Regions from separate parts of the Mus musculus genome. Here region 1 is linked to region 2. Evidence: chromatin contacts called from public Hi-C data. All regions are on one chromosome and are shown on one strand. Each heading gives the region's core, a stretch centred on a gene start, on an enhancer-like site or on the middle of the called end of the contact. The rest is flanking DNA. Distances are from core to core; before and after follow the strand shown.

Region 1 (4,357 bases), core at 329-2,828, 64 kb before region 2:
CTGCTCAGGCACACACCTAATGTCTACCATGTAGGCTGCGTTTGATCATTCACAGCTCCCCGGAAGCTCACTCTACGTCCTGGGCTCCAGACAATGACATGGAAACTCCTCTGCTGTCAACTTTCTTTGGAGGTTTTTCTCAGCTGAAGAGATCAGTCTCATCCCAAGCCGAGCCAGTGGCCAGGGATGGATGTAACGGAGATGGTACTGAAAAGCCACGTTAGCTCTGAGCTCTCTGTGAGGTTAGCTGAGGCTTCCATTGAAACCACATTCTGTCTAACTCCTTTCCCCAGCCTTGCTTCTGCCCTTGCCTTGGGAATGGTGCCAGTCCCCAATGCCTCCTAATCAGCTTCCCACACACTTATCTCCACTCAGGTGCTGTTGGCTCGGGGAGATCAGCCTCAGCCATCACCTGTCTTCTCAGAAGCATCCCAGGTAGGATGCGCTCTTGGACACCCTCTGGGTTTACAACGCTGCCCACTGTGATTACCTGTCTAATAATACTAGATCGAGAGCTTTGCGGGGCAGAGAAACAGAAGTCTCATCACTGATTCTGCAGAACCCAGGCCTGTCGTGGCAGGTAGTCAATAAATATTTGTTGAGTGAATGAATAAACTACCTTATCTGAGGATTTGGAGATTAGGGCACCTCCAGGAGAAGGGTGACAGGGAACCCACTCTAAGCAGCTAAAACTACAGAGCAGAAGCACAGCCTGTGTGTATCTATACTTCCACAGTCACCTGCCTTTGCTTTATGTCCCCACATATCTCTTTCCGATGCCATTCCAGCCCTACTGTAGCCCTTTACACACTAGTGGGTCCAGCCCAGGCTACTGTCCTTTAGGAGGTCATGGGTTAGAGTTGGACCAAGCACTGTGATGTAACACGAGGCACCGGTAGGATCCTCTGACGACCACTGCTTCTTACTTGAACAAGATTTTACCTGTAATAATGTTTGGGTGAGCTTGTCTACAGTCCCAGGAACGTCTTGGATTCTCATCACACCTGTTCCTTAATACTCTGATTCCTGCCTGGGGTTCCTTGAACCCCCCTGCTTTTCCTTACCCCTTCTTTCTACTCTCCACTGAAAGCCACAATCCTGTGACCCCAGGCTATATTCACAGTGCCTTCCAAAGTGAGAACTGTCTGACCATATCCATTATTACTATGCAGGTGCATGGTCCTTCCATGGTAAAGAGCATTCTTTGTTTTGTAAAGCTGGGTATGGAACCCCATAGGCAGGTCTCGAATGCACACTAGCCCTAAGTTGTAACACATCTCTGGCCGTGACCACATTTTAACGATGACCTTTGAGAGGCACCAGTCTTGGTTTGCTTGCCTACTCCAGACCAGCTAATAGAACGCTGGGCACAGATGGGAAAGCACCTACCTGCCTTGTAGACAGAGCTGGACAAGGCAGGCTAGCAGTCACCTACCCAAGCCTGAGAGGCTCCCAAGAGTTCTAACTCAGCTGCTGAAACCTGGAGCCAACCTGGTGAGCTGGCAGTGCCTGGGAGAACTGGCCGGCCAAGTCTCCTCTCTGTTCGCCCTCCCAGCTTCCTATTTCCATCTCCTCTTAGTCAGACACAGCTCTGACCTCAGGAAGGCTCGATGTTCGCTGTGGAGCCGGGGTTCCAGGAAGTCCTGACTGAGCAGATCCCTGGTGGTATTCTCAATTCCCTTTTTTGCTTCTTAAAGGTCCCTGAGCTCAAACTCAGCCCCGTGACCTTCCAGGCAGGATCCTAGCCACATTTTCTGCGTGGCTCTCCCTCCCCTCCCAAAAGTACACTTCTCCCTTCTAGGGACTTCTGAGAACCCTAAAAGGTCACTGGTGTGAAGGAGTGTGTTGATAGCAGAAGGGGAAACTGAGATACTGAGGTCCACTAACTGCTTCCACCTGCCAGGACCTGGCGTGCAGAAAGGGGTCTCCATTATTTAGGTGTCAGCTGCTAGAGGTCACTGAGTGTGTGAGTGCAAAGCGATAGAGACTGAGCAGAAGGGACGTCGTGAAGAGATTCGGGAGGATTTTCTTAGCCTGTGATTTGCCCTGTAGGCATAACAGTGCAAGCATCCATGTAAATGCAGCTTGGGGGTGAGATCTCTTTAACCATCCTCCCCTCCTCACTCAGCCCCCGCCCTCCCTGGCCCAATAGCAAAGAACCCTACATAGACAGACGGACTGTGTCTGCCATCTTGCTGAACGTTTATCTGTTATTTTATTTGTTTCTTCCTTCAGCAAAAATTCTGGAGCACCCCTGTCAGCCCACAATGGTGCACCAGTCCTCAAGAGAAACATGGCGCCTGTCCCCACGAACCACGTGGTCCAATGGGTACAGTTTGAAAAAAAAAATGTCACAGCGGAGTGGGAATAAAGGACCACTCGAGCAGGCAACAGGACAAACTGGGGGGAGCAGATGAGAGACCTCAGCTCAGGGAGGAGGTCAAAGCCTGTCTGAGCTGGGACAACAGCGAGTGAGTCGAAGGACATCTCAGCCTCAGAGGGATGACCTGTGGTAGCTGCCCGCTCGACTCCCCATCTGTGTAAACAAAGTGAACTTGGTTTGAATCCTGATTTTGCCACTTTCTGGTTAAATGCCCCTGGGTATGTTGTTGAATTGTGCTTTGTTCTTATTCTCTCATCTGTAAAATGGAATATAAGAAACCTGCCTAGATTCTACGGAAAACCAAATTATTAGCACAACTGTTCTTGCCACATGGCCTTGGGACCCTCTGGAAGTCTCAGAACTCTTTCAAGAGCTCCCATGAAGTCAAAGCTGTTTGTGCAGGACACGGAAACAGCATTTGGTTGCTCCCTAATGGAGATTTCCAGAGACCACGTAAGGCATGACATCATACAAATCAAATTCAAGTACCAATCTGGCCGCCTTTGAGTACGTTCTCGAAAGGGATTTAGGACAATGCAAAGTGTGTCATTCTCTCATGATTTTTTATTTTATAAAATAAAAGTAAATGGGCTGGAGAGATGGCTCAGTAGTTAAGAGAACTGGCTGCTCTTCCAGAGGGCCCAAGGTTCAGTATCCATATGGCAGCTCACAACTGTCTGCCACTCCAGTTCCAGGTGCTCTAATGTCCTTTTCTGGCCTCCGTGGCGACTGCAGACACTTGGTACACAGTGTCCATGGAGACAAAACTCATTCAAAAAACCTTAAAAAAAAACCAGACTGTTACTTATAAAGGATGTAAGATGGTACACACCTATAATCCTAGCACTAGACAAATAGAGGTAAGATGTCAAGAGGTCTAGACAGACTCAGCCACACAGCAAATTCAAGGCCAGCCAGGCTATGTGAGACTCTGTCACAAAGACTTTTCTTGGAGAACCAATTATTAAACATTTACTTTCCTAACAGAAGGTAAAATCTGCAAAAACACAAGCTCTTTGGGGTGTTCAACCAATTTTGTTAGCAAACTAGTAAGTCTGAGGGCCACTGAGCGAGCCCTTATAAAATGTTCACACCAGTGCCAGGCTCTTGGGAGGGCCTTGCTCACTGTGGGCTGTCAGTCGCAACATTTGTATGCTCATAGATTTAACTTTGTTGGGCATGGCGAGGCATGCCAATAACCCCTGCCACTTGGAAGATGTGGGCAGGAGGATCAGGAGTTCAAGGCCAACTTTGGGGAGGCTACATAAGACCTTATCTCAAAATAAATAATTAAAAATAAAAATAAATGAGTGAATTACAGCTCAAACCTCCCAACGTGTACCTTGTGTTGTTTCCTATTTTCTACATACCTGACACTTCTTCCATTGCCTGCATCCCTGCCTGTTCTCCATCCTTCCACTCAGCCCTGGCCTCTTGTATCCTCCGCAGCCTCTCTTGCCCTGGCATCTTTAGGCATCGTTTCCCTTGTGCCCCAGAGAAAGCTAGTAGCCACTGCCAGGACCCAGCCACCACCTTCCTGCTCAAGCCTGTGTTTACATTTCCATCCATCAGGCTAATTGTTTGTGTGTTTAGCTAACAAGCTGTGGTTGATTGCAGGCACTTGGGTGGCTGTGGGCATTGTTCTGGAGGTTCTGCCACAGCAATCTCCTTGAAGGCTTATTTGGGTTCAGTCATTTCATCATGTTGTATTTTAAGAGAATTACTGGGCAAGCCCTGAGCCGGATGCTGCTCATCTGACTAAGGATGCTACAGAAAGGCTCCGGGCAAAACCACCTCCAAATGTCTGCAGAGCCAGGAATGACAGAGATAGGACACCTGTGGGACTGAATTAAAGAGATACTCTGGAAGAATGCCCATTTGTGACAGTGCAGTAAATCAAACATCTCCCATGCCCATTTGTGATAAGTTTATTAAGTTAAAAAATATTCCATGATCAGAAACTCTTAAGAATTA
Region 2 (4,046 bases), core at 1,285-3,784:
TCGCTGGTGCTCTGAGATGCTGGATGAGTCTGCACAGGGACCTGCCAGTCCCTGGTTCAGCATGTAGACCAGGGCTTGTGAGCAGAGCAGCGAAGGGAACAGAGTAAAGCACCTCCCAGGACTTGCCTCCTGGCAGGAGAAACTCTTCCCTCATGAGGAGACAAGGAGGAAGGAAAACAGGGGTCTCTGTGACTCTCCAAACAAGGTAGCCAGACCCACATGGGTCAGTCAGCACTTGCCAGCAGTTGGGGAGCAGCTTCTAGCCTGGGTCACGAAGAGCAGGTACCCCTAGGAAGGCAGGAGAGTGTCTAGGGGTTCCTGCCCAGCTCCTACAGGGCAAGGCAGTAGGTGTGCCGGCCCAGGGGCTGTGGAGTTCTTGGCCCCGTGTCTAGCCTCCCTGGCCTTGACTAGTGTGAGACAGAAGGAGCAGGAAGGGCACTAGAATGCACTGAGCCTTCAGGTCATTGCAGCCCACATCCTGGATTGAGCTCCTTGATCAACCAGGGACCACAGAAGAGACATGATTCTCGGGCCTCACGTTTGTGGCTATGGGCAGCACTCCTCAGCGTCAGCCCCACTGGCTCCCTGGCACTCTAGTCCCTCATCTGTGGCAATGAAGGATGACACGTGAGACCCACCTGACAGGAACGGTCTGCAAATGATAAACTCAAGAAAGCCACAGAAACAGGGCTTGCCACCCTCTGGGGGCACACTGTCAGCATCCAGCATGGTGTGGCAAGGCATTGCCAGCAGCAGCACTTTGCACTCAGGTGACCTCAAAGCACTTTCCTGGCTGCCTTCCAGCAGAGCATTGGCTCTGCATGAGCAGGGGCAGGCCAGGGGATGGGGAAGAAGGGACTGTCTTGACCCATCATCCACACAGGCTTGACCCCCCCTCAAGCTTCTTTCAGACTTAAGATGAGCATCGTCGCCCCCACTGCCCTAGCTGGGACTTCTCCTGGTGGGACTTGGAAACAGCTGCTTAGGACTCATTGTAGCATTAAGTTCACTGTGAATCATTTGTTGGGAGGGGCACAGAGACTTCTCTAGGGAAACTCATCCCCCCACCTCAACCAGCCAGGATAGCTCTGTCCAGCTCTTTGCAAGGATCTAGGCTGCTCCTGGCCCCAGCACATGAACGGCAGCCACGGTGCTGCATCTGGGGTGTATTGAGTTCTATAAGCAATAAAATTTGGAATGACGATGGGTGTTTGTAGGCTGTGATGTCGCCTCTTTTGCCTGCCTGCTTGCAGTACTCCACAACCCTGACAGCTGCTGGAGTGGATTCCTTCAAGCCTCCGTGGTTGGAGCGAGGACTGGCATCAGCCTGTCCAGAGAGCTGCTTGTCCTGCTACCTGTCATATCCAACTCAATCCCTCCACTCTGGTATGCCCATCTCCTGTAGCAGCAGGGATATCCCTGGCCAAAGTCTTGGGCTGAAAGGAGGAGGCCAAGAGGCCAGGCAGCCCAGTGGCACCAGAAGGGGAGGGGCTTGCATGACCCACTCACCTGCCTGCACCTGTCCTGAGGCCCATCGGCAAGAGGTCTTACCTGGTATTACTTTGAGCGTCTGCGTGGTGAGGTGATGACTTGCCCAGCAGGAGTTTCTTGATCACGGAGCATAGGGTGGCAGAGGACACAAGAGCACTGATATGCCTCTAGCCCCTAGAATGAGCTGACTATGATGGTACACACCTGTAATCCAGCCTTGGGCTACAAGAAGAATTTGAAGCCAGCCTAGGCTACATGGGACTTTGTCTCAGAAGGAAAAAACTACTTGGGCGGTGGGAGATGGGATGTAGCCTTGACTGTCTAGAACTCACTACGTAGAACAACCAGACTGGCCTCAAACTCACAGAAATCCTCCCACTTCTGCCTCCCCACTGCCAGAATTAAATAAGAATTTATGCTACCGTGTCCAGCTTTTGGGGGGGGGGGGGTTGTGATTAAAGCCTGCTGCAATGGAATCTAATACTAGACAACCTGAATTTAGTCCCAGGAAAGGAACAGTCACTGTGGAAGGTGACTGTTCCCAAAAGTTGTCCTCTGACCACCACACACTGGATGTGGTGTGAAAGTTTTCACACACAATAAATGTAATTGTAAAAAAACTGTAAGGTCACCCTGGAAAGCTATGCACAGGTGTGTGTACTGCACACATGCACAGCTTGGACTGAGATTCAACCATCCTTAGAGGAATCCTAGACTCCCCGCAAAAATGGAGCAGCTTTGTTGTCCAGATAAGGTTCTAAGCCCCCACCTACCCCGTCCTTACCCAAGACCGCTGTCCACATACCTGGCCTACTGTGGCGTGGCCAGCTGCCCCAAGTCTTGGTCCGGGGGGGGGGGGTGGCGGGGGAAGCTGTCTGCTCAACCTCCAAGACTCAAAAGATCCTTTCTTGTTCCCACCCACATCATTGGCATGAACCTTCAAGTTTCCTACATGCCATATCCCCTGGCCTGAACGTCACAGAAGCCGCAGCATCACAGGCGCCAGCGCCCCCATCATCTTCAGCCCCCCCTCCACCGGGCTAGCCAAAGAGCGCACTGGAGGCGGAGGGGCAGCAGCCACCAGCCCGCTCCCCGCCTCCCTGACAGAGCCTCCGGCAGCATGGGGGTGACAGGTGCGAGCAGGCGGCCGAGTGGTGGGAGGCGCCAGAATGGCGGGGCGGAGGCGGAGAAAGGGAAAGCTAACTGGTGTTGGCCTGGGGAGAGGAAAGGAAAGCTAACCCCAGCCAAGCCCTTTGGGTGCCTTTGATTACTGCAGCATTCCTCGCTGTGCAAAAGCTGGGGCTGCATGAGTGCGGGGTCTTAATGAACTTTCCAATGGGATTGCATTCGCGGGTGCACGCGTGCACGTTTGGCAGAGTGGTGGGTTTGGGATTTAATGTCTTTGCAAAGGTGGTCGCCGAATCCATCTGCGTGAGACACTGCTAAGGATCAGATAGCCAAAGCTAGTAAACCCATAACACGCTGGAGGGGGGGAGGAGGCGGGAGTCAGCCAGAAACGTGCTCAGATGGGCGGGCTTGGGGCTTCCGGAAGAGCGGTAAGGCCTTGCGTCATCACAGTGGGAAGCCAAGAGTGCGCGCGGTGCGGTGCAGTGCGGTGCGGTGCGGTGCGCGTAGTGTTTTAACGGTCATGAGATTTAAGGTCCCTTCCAAGAAAAACGTTTGGTAACAAGGTCGAGAGCACTATGGTGCAGAGACAACTCTCGTCCATCTCTGCCCTTAGCCCTTAAATACAGTGGCTAATAGCTGAAAGTCAGCATTTCCTTTTCAACCTTATCAAAGCAATAAATATCCCTGATTCAAGAGTATTGACGAGTTTATTTGCTGATTAAAAAAAAAATCAAGGGTCCCTCTATCCAGGCATACCTCAGAGCAGACGCAGGCCTTTTCTCAAAACAAAACAAAAACAAAATCCCAAGCACTAAAGAGGCAGAGGCAGGGGAATCTCTTTAAGTTCGAGGCCAGCCTGAACTATAGGGCGAATTCCAGGACAGCCAGAGCTACACAAAGAAATCCTGTCTTGAAAAAAGGTAAAAAACAAACAAACAAACAAATTCTAGGTTAAAAACTAATCAAAATGTTAAAGCCAACCATTGTGAGTTTCTCCCTCTTACAAGTTACTGGGGTTTCTCTTTTTAAAGTATCTGTGGGGTCTGGAGAGGTGGCTCAGTGGTTAAGAGCACTGACTATTCCTCAATTGAATTCCCAGCACCCACATGGTGGCTCCTAACCATGTGTGATGGGACCCAGTGATCTCTTCTGGTGTGTCTGAAGACAGCAACAATGTACTCTTAACTGTTTTTTTTTAAAGAAGTATTTGTGGGTCAGGCAGGTGGCAAGTTAAAAACACTTTCCGTGTAAGTGTGAGGACCAGAGTTCTGATCGCAGAACCCACAGAAAGGCCAACTGGGTGAGACGGGCGGGCTTGTAACCCCAGTCTCTGAATGTGGAGACAGAGCCCCAGAGCAAGGAAGAATCCTGTCTGGGAGCTCTGGATTTCACAGAGAGACCTTGCCTCTGGGAAGGAGGAGGAAGTT

What was found. Hi-C and Micro-C count contacts between places; a contact is called where the count stands out from the background.
Region 1: a Hi-C map of bone marrow-derived macrophages shows a contact between it and region 2, with 67 read pairs. The contact joins the enhancer-like site here to the promoter of Spata32 in region 2. A contact is called at or near these places in 8 of 39 promoter capture datasets (the C10 cell line, the HPC-7 cell line, cranial neural crest and 4 more), 4 of 15 datasets of contacts at CTCF or cohesin (CD8 T cells, the G1E-ER4 cell line, large pre-B cells and 1 more), 67 of 484 Hi-C or Micro-C datasets (B cells, the Ba/F3 cell line, CD4 T cells and 44 more), 7 of 115 datasets of contacts at active chromatin or transcription factors (the HPC-7 cell line, embryonic stem cells, large pre-B cells and 4 more) and 3 of 9 other capture datasets (adipose tissue, bone marrow-derived macrophages and liver).

The regions. Positions count from the first base shown.
Region 1 is chr11:103,279,237-103,283,593 of GRCm38.p6, reverse strand. No RefSeq gene overlaps it. Among named protein-coding and RNA genes, the nearest start is that of Map3k14, 14 kb to the right of the region's middle. Within about 2 kb of position 1,578, at least 29 of the 459 cell types and tissues checked have an H3K27ac peak or open chromatin away from gene starts, as enhancers often do. A contact at or near this core is called in the Ba/F3 cell line, the CH12 cell line, the HPC-7 cell line and 2 more, where this site is marked.
Region 2 is chr11:103,216,920-103,220,965 of GRCm38.p6, reverse strand. It overlaps Spata32 (spermatogenesis associated 32), which reads left to right and starts at 2,534. Exons shown (of 5, transcript NM_177801.3): 1 at 2,534-2,624. The coding sequence starts at 2,612. It overlaps Gm51920 (a long non-coding RNA gene), which reads right to left. Exons shown (of 3, transcript XR_003949777.1): 3 at 3,778-4,046. Gm34823 (a long non-coding RNA gene) reads right to left here and starts at 2,356. Exons shown (of 4, transcript XR_389061.4): 1 at 2,297-2,356; 2 at 1,552-1,713. It overlaps Map3k14 (mitogen-activated protein kinase kinase kinase 14), which reads left to right. Exons shown (of 16, transcript NM_016896.3): 16 at 1-1,202.